2 separate regions of the Mus musculus genome follow, and region 1 is linked to region 2. The links are chromatin contacts, called in public HiChIP or PLAC-seq maps. All regions are on one chromosome and are shown on one strand. Each heading gives the region's core, a stretch centred on a gene start, on an enhancer-like site or on the middle of the called end of the contact. The rest is flanking DNA. Distances are from core to core; before and after follow the strand shown. Region 1 overlaps Kdm1a (lysine (K)-specific demethylase 1A). Region 2 overlaps Hnrnpr (heterogeneous nuclear ribonucleoprotein R).

Region 1 (6,203 bases), core at 6-2,505, 270 kb before region 2:
TGTCAATGTTGCTTTTAAATTATGTAATCTGGGGCTAGAGAGATGGCTCAGCGGTTAAGAGCAGTGACTGCTCTTCCGAAGATCCTGAGTTCCAAATCCCAGCAACCATATGGTGGCTCACAACCATCCATAATGAGATCTGACACCCTCTTCTGGAGGTCTGAAGACAGCTACAGTGTACTTACATATAATAAATAAATACATCTTTAAAAAACTCATTAAAAATAAAATAAATTATGTAATCATAAGATAAAAACACCACCACAGTCAGTTTAGAACATTTCATTGTTTCCCAGAGACACCTGGGTTTTTTTGTTTGATTGTTTTTTTTTTTTTTTTTTTTTTTGAGACAGGGTTTCTCTGTATAGCCCTGGCTGTCCTGGAACTTACTTTGTAGACCAGGCTGGCCTCGAACTCAGAAATCTGTCTACCTCTGCCTCCTGAGTGCTCTGATTAAAGGTATGTGCCACCACTGCCTGGCTTCTACAGAGGTACTTGTATTCTAGTTGTCTTTTCTCATCTCCCTACCTCCAGCTCCTGGCAATCACTGGTCTACAGTCTGACTGTATGGAGTTACCTGTTCTGAACATTCTCTATGCAGTCTCAGTATATGTGGCTCTTTGATTTTTATTTATTTGTTTGTTTGTTTATTTATTGCCTTTAGTATGGACCTTTTTTTGGGGGTGTCTCTCTCTCTCTTTTTTTTTTTTTCAAGACAGGGTTTCTCTGTGTAGCCCTGGCTGTCCTGGAACTCACTTTGTAGACCAGGCTGGCCTTGAACTCAGAAATCCGCCTGCCTCTGCCTCCCAAGTGCTGGGATTAAAGGGGTGCGCCACTACAGCCCAGTTTTTTTTTCCTGTTATGTATAAGGTAGCTGTGAACAGTAATGTAAAACATGCAACCATGTGTTTTCAAGTCTCTTGTAAGACTGTAGAGGAATTTTTTTTAAAGATTTATTTATTTATTTATTTCATGTATGTGAGTACACTGTCACTATCTTCAGACACACCAGAAGAGGGCATTGGATCCCATTACAGATGGTTGTGAGCCACTATGTGGTTGCTGGGATTGAACTTAGAACCTCTGGAAGAGTAGTCAGTACTCTTAACCACTGGGCCATCTCTCCAGCCCTGTAGAGGAATTTTAATCTAGCAATATGACTGCTCTGGCAAGGGATCACATTCAGAGACCTTCTAGGTCTGTGTGAGTCAGCTGGAAAGACATCACTCTGTCTGAAATAAGACATTCCCCTTAGTACACACCATGAATCCCAAACAGTGTGTAAAGTCAGTTTGTAGAAGGAAGAGCCGTCTTTGAGAATGACATCTAATTGCGAGTCAGAAAGACTCAACAGAATGAGTCAGAGATAGGATGTGCCCAACACTCACTAGAACAGCACAGGAAAGCATGGTAACTCAGGAGAGCAGCCCAGGGGGAGGGAGCGAGGCAGTTTTACAGAGACAGGCTGCAGGTGAACATAGACAAGCTCCGGCTTGTCCGGCATGAGAAGGAGCCAGGTTAGAACAGATTGCCAGAATTAGTTTGAGGTTAAGCAGAGCAATTTAGTGAGAGGCCAAGAAGCCAGTTTGAATCAGTTAGCTTGGAGAGGAGTTTGGGCGGGACATGGGTTAAACCAGCCAGCTGTAGTCGAGCATGCACTAGAAAGGGTGAGTTCACTTAGTAAGCCTCTGAGACACAATGACATCTGAGGAAATAAAGTTTACTCTTACATAATACCTGATTATAATCTGTGAACCACATGTGAATTCTGCTTTTCTCTTGTGGGGAATTGCTACCAAGTGTTTTTCTAAAATAGCAGCTACAGTTTCACCTTTTCCTTAGCAATGTATGTGGGTGCTATCTCTCCATATCTTTGTCTGTGCTTACCATTGTCTGTCTTTTTATAGCCATCTTTGTAAAGTTGAAATGCTCTTTCATTGTAGACATGTTCATTTTCATAATGGCTAATGATGTTGAACATGGTTTTTGTTTTTTTTATATTTGTATGCAAGAGAGCTATTTTTAAAAGTTTGTAGTGTCCCCCCCCTTTAAAGGACAAACCAAGCTGGTCTTAAACTCATTATTTCCCTGTGTACTTGAGGATAACCTTAAGTTTCTGATCACTTGCACCCACCTTTTGTTTGTTTTGTTTTGTTGACATAGGGTTTTGGTTTCTCAGTAGAACAGCCCTGGCTGTCTTAGAATTCAATTTGTAGACTAGGCTAGCCTCAAACTCAACAGAGATCTACCTGCCTCTACCTGAGTGCTGGGACTAAAGGCCATATTCAGCCCTGCATCCACCACGTAATTGCAGTGCTGGGATTACTGGTGTGTGTCACTTATACCCATTCTTATCTGGCTCTGGGGATCAAATCCAGGGCATCCACTGTGGTAGGCAGGCGCTATACTAGCTGAGCTATATCTATATCCCCAGCTCTACTTAGTCACATTCTTGGCTCGTTTTTTTTTTTTTTTTAATGGGTTTAAAAGATCGTTTTAAAGTAAGATTTATTTTTTATTCTAGTTTCAAAACTTTTAAACTTTAATTAGGTCCAATTTATATATTTGACTTATTCTGTTACTCCCAGGGTTGCATGTAAGGAATATTTTTTGGTCCCAACCATGTGTTTTCCTGTAATGCCACTACCGCTGTTTTGGTTACTGTGTTTTTATATAAGATGTGTGAACTCTTCAACTCTTGTTGAAGATCATGTTGATTGATCTTTTCATAGGAATTATAAAACTATGTTATACTTAAAAAAAAAGCGCAAATGGCATGTTTTGGGGGTTGTTTGTTAGGGCACCTATGTACACATGTTTGTGTGCATGTCAGTAGTACATATGTATATATGTATGTGTTTATGTTTGTATAGAAGCAGAGGTGTCTTCCTCAATCATTTCTCCAAATTATTTTTTAGTCCAAGATTTTTCTTTGAGCCTGATGACAGCAAGTCCCAGGGATTCTCCAGGCTGTGAATTTTACTGACTTCTTAGGCTCAGCACAGGGAGTTTTGTTGAAACTATATCAAATCTGTTGATCAGTTGGGAAAATTCTATAAGATTGATGCCTTTGTAACTCTCTTGGGTTTAATTCCTGTTTTTCCATCTTGATTTGCCCTTTTGTTTTTTTGGTGTGTGCTGTGTATGTGTGTGTGTGCTTATGTTTGCATGCATGTGGAAGCCAGGGGTGATAATGCGTGTCTTCCTTAACTACTTTATACTTTTTTTTGTGTGTTTTTTTGTTTTGTTTTGGTTTTTGGTTTTTTTTTTTGTTTTTTGAGTCAGGGTTTCTCTGTATAGTCCTGGCTGCCCTGGAACTCACTTTGTAGACCAGGCTGGCCTGGAACTCAGAAATCCGCCTGCCTCTGCCTCCCAAGTGCTGGGATTAAAGGCATGCGCCACCACGCCCGGCTGTATATTTTATTTTCTGAACCCCAGACATCTTGCATTTTTGATTTTGCGTGCCCTGTCTCGTCAGCTTACTCCAAGGATCCCCTGTGTATCTTGAGCATTGGGATTACATGTGGGCATTCATTCTTGACCACCTTTTATATGGGTGCTGGGGAGTCTGGTCTTCATTTCTATCTCTATTGTTTGTGCTTTTATCCCAGGAGCCATTTCCTAACTCTATGGTCAGTTCTTAAACTTTCTAACTTCCTTCCTTCCTTCCTTCCTTCCTTCCTTCCTTCCTTCCTTCCTTCCTTCCTTTCTTTCTTTCTTTCTTTCTTTCTTTCTTTCTTTCTTTCTTTCTTTCTTTCTTTCTAGATTTATTTATTATTATATCTAAGTACACTGTAGCTGTCTTCAGATGCACCAGAAGAGGGTGCCAGATCTCATTATGGGTGGTTGTGAGCCACCATGTGGTTGCTGGGATTTGAACTCAGGACCTTTGGAGGAGCAGTCAGTGCTCTTAACCACTGAGCCATCTCTCCAGCCCAGTTCTTAAAACTTTCAAAAGAAACATAAGATATGTGTTTATTTTGGGACAGCTAGAAGCAAGGATGTGGAGCTAGAGAGATGGCTCAGTAGTTAGTACCCAAATGGTGGCACACAGCCCTCCTGTAACTCCAGCTCAGGAGACCCAGTGCCTAAGTGAACAATGCATGTATGGTGCACAAAAATAATTGGACAGCCAGGCTGTGGTGGCGCACGCCTTTAATCCCAGCACTTGGGAGTCAGAGGCAGGCGGATTTCTAAGTTTGAGGACAACCTGGTCTACAGAGTGAGTTATAGGACAGCTAGGGCTGTACAGAGAAACTCTGTCTCAAAAATCCCCCCTCCCCAAATAAATAAAAATAATACTTGGATGAAAAATAAATTAAAACAAAAAAATGCAGCAGTAGGAAAGAGGTGAGAAATTTCATCCCTTCATAGCCGACTTAGAGCTAATGTGACCTGTAACTTGAGTGGAATGGTGTGTATCCATTTAAGAAGTAGAAAGCAAACTGGTGGATGTGGGTCCCACGCCGGCGTGTAGGGGAGTGGAGGCAGCAGGAAGCTAGTAGAAGTGTGCCAAGTTTCAGGTTCAGTGAGAGGCCTGTAGGGAAGAGAGCAGAGAGTAATGGAGCAGGGCACCCAGTGTCCTCCTTTGGCCTTAGCTTGTGTAAGAGTACTTAATTAACACCTGTGCATATACACCACACAGAGAAGTTCTTAAAAAGGAAGCTGAGGCGTATTATTGGGGGTGGGGTTTTGGGGGACCTGCTTGAGGTTTAATAATAATAAAGACGCAGGAACATTTGTATAGTAAGTATAAAGCTGTTGACCTTTTCCTCTTAGCTACAATCTAACCTAACCTAACTTTTCTGCCATTGCATCCCCACTAAGTTACTCTTTTTTTTTTTAATTTTAAATATTTGTTTATATTCCAGTTGTTTCTCTCCCCTCCTGTCCTGCTTCCCACAATTCCTCATCCCATTCTTCCTCCCTCTTGCCTTTGAAAAGGTGCTCCCTCCCCCCAGGCCATCCCCCTTTCCTTGGACTTCAAGTCTCTTGAGGATCAAGCACATCTTCTCCCATTGAAGCCAGACGGGACAGACCTCTGCTATTTATGTGCCAGGGCCGCGTATGCTTGAGGTTGGTGGCTCAGTCTCTGGGAGCTCCCCTGGGGTCTGGGTTAGTTGAGACTGCTAGTCTTCCTCTGGGGCACCCTCCCTTTCAGCTTCAATCCTTCACCTAATTCAACCATAGGAGCCCCCTATTTCAGTCCAGTGGTTGGGTATAAGTATTTGCTTTTGTCTCAGCTGCTGGTAGGACCTCTTAGAGGACAGCCATGCCAGCCAGATTCCCATCTGGGAGCACATCATAGCATCAGTAATAGTGTCAGGCCTTGGTGCCCCTCCTAACCCCTTCTCCTTCAGCCCCCCATGAGATGGATCCCATGTTGGGCCTGTCACTGGACCATCTTTCCTTCAGTCTCTTCTCCATTTTTGTCCCTGCAGTTCTTTTTAGATAGGAACAATTCTGGGTCAGAAATTTTAACTGAGGTTTAGTAACTCAGTCCCTCTACTTGAGGCCCTGTCTATCTACTGGAGGTGGGCTCTTCAGTTCCCTCTCCCTAAGGAGATTGGGGCATTTTGGCTAAGGTCACCCCCATTTAGTCCTGAGAGTCTCTAAGTTACTCTTAATCTCTTAAACTCCCTGCTTCATTCCCTCAGTACTCTGTCTACTTTTGCCCAGTCATCTGCCCCTCTCCTTCCCCAGCTCTTTTTTTCTCCAAAAAGCCACATTCCAGTCTGAACCAGTCAGCTGCTGGGCAACTCTAGATCCATCTCTTTGAGTTGCTCATTGGCCTTGTTGATTGTTGCTTTTGGCCGCTTGCTTTTTAACTTAATCTCAGAGATCAGGTGAGGAAGGATAAACATTTACATATAGAAAGCTGGTAATGGGCTGTAGAGAGGACAATGCCAAATATTCAGCTAGCACCTAAGTCTGGGGAGCAGGGGGGGGGGCGAGCAATTAAAATTGGAAATGCAGGGGCACCTACAAGCTATTTGGTACAATGTGTGGGGGTAGGTCTTCCTACACTGTAGACTGGCTTTAAGAATTTTGAGGTATATATAGATACTGTTTTATTGCCTAAAGATTGTCTAGTATGGGGGCCTCTCACTTAAAAATATCATGAAATTGCATAATCAAAATTAGTTTGAGGTTTTATAAAGGTGTTACTGAAGATGTCAGCATTAAGGCCTGGGCCCTGGCAG
Region 2 (6,438 bases), core at 2,093-4,592:
TTCAGACTCCAGCAACTTACACAACGACATCAGAGTCACTCACATACACACTCCTAGACACCAACTTTATCTCTGTTTTAATGTTACTTTATGGGGTGAGAGCAGTGGTTCACGTTAGGAGTAAATGTTCTTCCAGAGGAAGTGAGCTTGGTTCTCGCACCTGTAACTGCAGCTCTAGAGAATCCAGTGCCCTCTTCTGAACTTCACTGGGCACCTGCACACTCACATGTGCCCATAGCCTCACACAGATATACACATAGACTCACAATTTTAAAATATTAAATAGTTACTTCATCCTACCTTAACAGCAGCTCCCCTGTCCTCAAAATGAACGAACGCATAATCCTTCAACTTCTTCACTCGCTCCAGTTTTCCAAACTCAGAAAATGACTTCTCTAATATTTCTTCTGTCACCGTAGTTGCCAAGTTTCTCACAAATAAAACTTTTACCTAAGAGCAAAAACACAAAACTGGCACTCTTAAACCAGCAAGTCTAAAAGGGTAGTCAAGGAAGTCTGAGAAACATGAAGAAATGATTCTCACATTAGCTACCACTTTTCTATGGCTTTTAAAAAAATAACCAAGTTATATAAACTATTGGCTCTTGCCTTTTGTCCCAAGGGAACAGTTACCACTGAGGGTATGGGGCAGGAAACACATATAATTATTATTGTTAATTCACAATTTATCATGGCTCCAAAGTACCCTCTAAAACAAGTTTACCTATTTTCACTCCTAAAACTGTGGATAGTCATGTAAAAACTATACAAGAAAAGACTTACTAGAGCTGGGAAGAAAGACAAACAAACTACAATGCTTAATTAAATCATTTAGTAAGAGTGACATTAATGGAGAAATAAAGAAAGTTGGTCTATTTTCTACAATATACACCAAGAGAAACTCCAAACAGATTAAAAATGTAAAAAAGTAATGTGGGGCTGTATGTTAAAGGAAAGCAAGGGTGATCTATTTATAAAGTATTGGTGTGAGAGAAGGGGAAATGATATAATCTCAGAAAATTAAAATTTTTAAATTCACAAATATAAATAAAGTGTGGATGTGAAGCAGCTTGTGACCTAGAACCTAGAGCCCAAATGAAGGAATGGCACTACCTATGACAAAGCTATCATAAACAAAGTCAGAAGACAAGTGACAAGTATGAAAAAATTCACAACTTATACCAGAGAAGCATCAGAAAATAAGAAAAATACGCAAAACTCATGACTACATGATTCATAAAGAAATACATGTAAAGCCACATATATTAAACACTCAAACCTATTAACAGCACTGAGCAAAATACAAGTTTGATCACATTCTATTTTGTCAAGTATAAAGCACACCTGCTATAAAAGCAAGCATGGGAGAATCTTAGTAACTGCATTTCCCTTTGAACTACAGTTCTCTCCTAAGTGTCTGTCTACAACGTGTCTGCCCTGTATCAGCACATAGCACAGGCTTACTTACTATACTTAGAACAAAAGATTAGAAATAATCCAATGCATATATAGAGCTGAGTGTGCTGTGGAGACCACAAACTAAGAGGGGCTCTATGAGCTGACAGAGAGCCTTTCTTTCCCACTGCTTCACATCTCTGAAGGAGAGATACAATGCAGTCACCAGATGAGTTCCCAGAATGCCAATTTAACTGGCAGTACCATGTGACGGTTTAGTGTTATAAACAATAATACAGTTATCTTCCCAGAGCTGATCAAACAGAATGGTGAATAAAGCAAATACAGATTAATAAACACAAAAGGCTACCTACAGCCACTTATCTAAGAATTAAGGAAAATAACATACTTTTATTTGCCTATACTTGTCTAAGACAACACTAAAATTGGGTGCCTTACAGGAGTCAAGATAGACGTAGAAAGTGGAATTGTGTATACTTTTCTGTGTAATTTTTTAATACTTGAATTAAGAAACTATTCAAGAAAAAACAACATACCTACTAAACAAACTATTACTCAGATAAAAAGCTGTAGGAGTCAGAAAGATTTGAGTCCAGGCATAGTAGCACACACCTTTAGTCCTAGCACTTCTTTTGGGCAAAGTGGGGGACATGATGCTAAGAGAGGAACGTGAATTTGTGAGTTTGAGACTAGTCTGATCTATATAATGAGTTCCTGTACAACCAGGGCTACACAGAGAAACCCTGTCTCAAAAACAAAACAATACAAAACTGAGAAGGAGAACAACTTTCCGCTGTGAGACTGAGACCTAGCTTCTTGACTAAGCGGCTTCTACTCGTTTATTCACCTCTGAACAGAAAAGGAACTTCCTGGACCGACGTGTAACTAACTCAGTGGTGGAAGGTTTCCTCACATGTATGAGGCTGTCAGTTTGACCCACAGCACCAAAACAAGACACAAACAAGCTTGGAGCTAGGCTTACAATGTTCAGCAGTCTTAGCGTTGTCTTATTTGTGTAGCACTTCCTAAGCACTGCCATGTCCTGTGTTTTAACTCTAGGACTGCAAGAATATAATTTAAATATTCAAAAAAGAATATTTAGGGGCTGGAAAGATAACTCAGCAGTTAAGAGCACTAACTGCTTTTCCGGAGGTCCTGAGTGGCGATGCACACCTTTAGTCCCAGTACTCAGGAGACAGAGACAGGCAGATCTCTGAGTTTGAAGCCGGCCTGGTCTACAAAGCAAGTTCGAAAATAGCCAGGAATGTTACTACTAGGTAGAGGTAGTAGGGTTTCGTTTGAACTTCCACTTGAAAGGTTATCAGGAGCGAGTGACAAGTGATTGATAAAGCAAAATTACTAGTTTTATCTTGAAATTTCTGGGAATTTTACTGCTCCCAATATATAATACACTTTTTTACTTTTTTTTTTTTTTTTTTTTTTAAGATTTATTTATTTATTATATGTAAGTACATTGTAGCTGTCTTCAGACACTCCAGAAGAGGGAATCAGATCTCGTTACAGATGGTTGTGAGCCACCATGTGGTTGCTGGGATTTGAACTCTGGACCTTCGGAAGAGCAGTCGGGTGCTCTTACCCACTGAGCCATCTCACCAGCCCCACTTTTATTTTTAAAAAGCAGTAGAAGCTATGTTTTGTCTTACAGGTACTCAAAGCTGTAGTGAGCTAAAGAGACTTATCCAGTCCAAATAAAACACATGACATCCAAGGTCCAGTAGTTAGCACAAAGTCACACTGTACTGCCACAAACAATGAAGACTGAAATCAAGCAATTAAAAAGAAAAAATAGGAAAGAAAGAACTAGGACTATTTAGATTCCTACTCCCTCCCCGGACACTCATCTACTCAAGGAATGTGAGACAGAAAAACAGAAAGCACAATTCCTGAGAGCCTCTCAAATTCTTTTCAATGAATCATCTCTGCTTAGCCCAAAAATGCCTGTACATACAAAGATAACATTCTAACACACCATACTAATATAAACCAGAATCCTCCAAACTAGTCCAAGTGAGCATTTTGCCTCTGTCAGTCAAAGATCCAAACACTAACTTACGGGCACTGATCAAGTTGCCTCCCTGAGGAAAGAACCGTAAGTGAACTACATAAACTTACTGCAAGCAGATAAGTAAATCCCTTCAGCTCCAGGAACCATTGAAAGAAGTCTCAGAACTGGACAATGAGAACCTGAGGACCTGCTCTCTGGAGATATGTCACGTCTATTTTACCAAATATCGGCAAGCATGACAAGCTTTGGTCTTTTTTCACAGGGACAATACTCTAAGAGTAACTAGATACATTAAAATAAATTAACTATAAATTCAAATAAAATGTAATTCAAAGCCATGTAATAAAATTCACCGCGGGAGCTAGTTCATGTCTGGAGTCTGGAGCAAGAGGATTCTAAGAAGCCAACCTGGGCTACAGTAAGTCCCCAATGAGTCTGAGCTCTATGGGGAGACCACCCCCCAAAATAACAACAATAAAATAGTTATTATTACCAACATTTTGTATGTTTTATGGTCCTAACATCAAATAAATGCTCGGTGTGTATGAAACACTTATTTGAAGAAACTAGATTTCAGTTGTTTTGACACATTTGATCTGGAGGAAACTGAGCAAATGCTAGGACAGGCTACCGGGTTAGTGCTGCATCAGCTACTTTTTGCTTTTCTAAGCAGTTACAGTGAACAGCTACATTCTGTATTTACCTTTGCCATGACTTCTGGATCCGGCTCCTCCACGGGGTCAGCCCACTCTACTGTAACCACATTTCCCCACACTTTGACTTTTCCACTCATCAGCCGGCGTCTGGCTTGTGCTGCTGACTTGTGATCCTCATATTCAAGGAAGCAGAACCCCCGATTCTTCTTTTTGTCATCGGGTTGATGATAGAGAATAACGTCCACCAAACCCTCTGTTAAACCAACAGCCAGATATATAAGCCAAAAGCATCCACCACACGTCTAGTGATTAGGCAGGCCTAAATCCACTCGCCAATGAGCAAACAAACAAACAAACAAACAAAATGACTGAAGAAGCCTCCCAACAGTAAACACCACACCAGCATTACTCGATGCAGAGTTTGGGACAGTAGTATGTGTTCTGTCAATTTTAGAGTTCTTCAAGTAGGTCCAGCTACTATGAAATTTTGTAATTAATGATAAAACATGACCTCATAATCTATAAAGGCATTATTAGGACCTCAAGATTAAAATTACTTACACAAATGCAAAAGAACTAACTCTCAACAACTAGTCATAGGCAAAAATACAAAACAGAAATAAAACAAAACAACCTACCTTTCTTATATCCAGCACAAAAGCTAGTTTTACTATGAGCGAGGATGCTCGGTGACCATTCATGTCCAGTCCTTGGACCTTGTCCTTTGTCCCTCCACATGTCCTTTCTAAATCACATGAGCTTACCGTAAGCACTTCCTATAGCCTTTTAAACAAAACTTTTTCTAGCCTAGATTTCTGTGAGATTCTTAAAATGCCTTGGACCAATTTCACATGTCCAAAACAGCACTATTATACCCAAAGTGTATTTTCCCAAGGCTTCCCTATCTGTCATCTACCAGCTAAATCCTCAAGCCAGAAAATAGTAATTCTTTTATATCATCTCTACTGTCCAGATCCAGCACATTTACTTTTTACCATCTACCCTGATCCATGGTCTAACCTACTACTACTAATCCTAATGATAGCTCATATAATTCTACTTTTAATTTGTTTTAACAAACATGAGTTTTCTATCAGTTACTTTAGTATTAAGTTACTTCTTGACTTGGACACTTGATATATATCAATCTTTTGGAAAGCACTTGGAGGGATGAGTAGAAGGACACAAAGAGAAAAGAATCACTGTATAAATAGTCAGTAGAACAATTTATGGGTAATGGAAATTAAGGTTTCAGACTGAATAGAATTTCTGAAGAAAAGATCCAGGATCTATTCTAGATAGTATAGAACTGAAGTTTGGCCTTAGATAAGTCATCTATATAGATTTTACAGTACACGGGTGGTGGTGATGCACACCTTTAATCCTAGCACTCGAGAGGCAGAGGCTGGTGGATCTCTGTAATTTCAAGGCCAGCCTGGTCTACAGAGCAAGTTCTAGGATAGCCAGGGTTACACAGAGAAACCCTGTCTTGAAAAACTAAAAATGAATGAATGGGTGAATGAATGAATCAGAGTACTAAGAATAAATCAACTTAGGGCTGAAGAAGAACTAATATGGGGCAACCTTTAAGTTAAAAAAGGGTAAAACCAGAATAATAAATGATAGGTTTAAGTAAAGGGAGAAGACAGTATGACTGGATGACAAAGCATAAAGAATATAGTGGGTTTTATAAGAGGAAGTCATGATCTTAAAACAGTGTTTTCAAATCATAATCTCACCATTTCTTTCCCTCCCTTTCTTTGTCTCATTCATTCATGTGCATGAAGAAAGGAAAACGAAGAGAAAAAGAAGGGAGACAGACAGACACACACACACACTCACGGGGGTGGGGGGAGCAAGCATGCCAGTGTGTATCAGCAGATACTCCTCCTATGGCAGCATCCATCTGTACACGTCAAAGAACAACTCGAATGAGTGGGTTCTCTCTAATTTTTGTAATCTGGGAGTTGAACTCAGATCCTGAGGCCTGCAGTAAAAATACCTCTATTAGCTGAGCCATCTCACTTGTGCAATCTCAACATTTAAAAAGTAAAATGCTCACTCAGTCTAAAAGCTTTGATCATAAGCAGGAAATCTGTATCCTATAACTGTGCCTACAATTCATCCTTTGACACCGCAGACTCGTCAACTCTTAGCTACTATGGAGGTAAAATCCTTTGGTGATGTGAGGGACATTGAAGTACAGCCTTATAACAATGAACTCCAATGTCTAAAAATTGTTCCTATTTTGGGTTTGTACCAAAGTAAGAGTCAAGATCTTAAGCTTTACTAAAAACAAAACAAAACAAACAAAAACTATCTTAAAAAAATAATAAATAAA

What was found. HiChIP or PLAC-seq counts read pairs in DNA pulled down with a chosen protein or histone mark.
Region 1: a contact with region 2 is called in a CTCF HiChIP or PLAC-seq map of the NIH/3T3 cell line, with 6 read pairs. The contact joins two enhancer-like sites. A contact is called at or near these places in 6 of 39 promoter capture datasets (the C10 cell line, the HPC-7 cell line, cranial neural crest and 3 more), 1 of 15 datasets of contacts at CTCF or cohesin (the NIH/3T3 cell line), 1 of 484 Hi-C or Micro-C datasets (bone marrow-derived macrophages), 15 of 115 datasets of contacts at active chromatin or transcription factors (the 230-238 cell line, the SCID.adh cell line, bone marrow-derived macrophages and 8 more) and 3 of 9 other capture datasets (adipose tissue, liver and pancreatic islet).

Annotation. Positions count from the first base shown.
Region 1 is chr4:136,593,758-136,599,960 of GRCm38.p6, reverse strand. All of the region lies in intron 1 of Kdm1a (lysine (K)-specific demethylase 1A), which reads left to right. Among named protein-coding and RNA genes, the nearest start is that of Kdm1a, 5.9 kb to the left of the region's middle. Within about 2 kb of position 1,255, at least 44 of the 459 cell types and tissues checked have an H3K27ac peak or open chromatin away from gene starts, as enhancers often do. A contact at or near this core is called in the NIH/3T3 cell line, where this site is marked.
Region 2 is chr4:136,330,310-136,336,747 of GRCm38.p6, reverse strand. It overlaps Hnrnpr (heterogeneous nuclear ribonucleoprotein R), which reads right to left. Exons shown (of 11, transcript NM_001277121.1): 8 at 4,145-4,350; 9 at 301-450. Among named protein-coding and RNA genes, the nearest start is that of 9130020K20Rik, 14 kb to the left of the region's middle. Within about 2 kb of position 3,342, at least 17 of the 459 cell types and tissues checked have an H3K27ac peak or open chromatin away from gene starts, as enhancers often do. A contact at or near this core is called in the NIH/3T3 cell line, where this site is marked.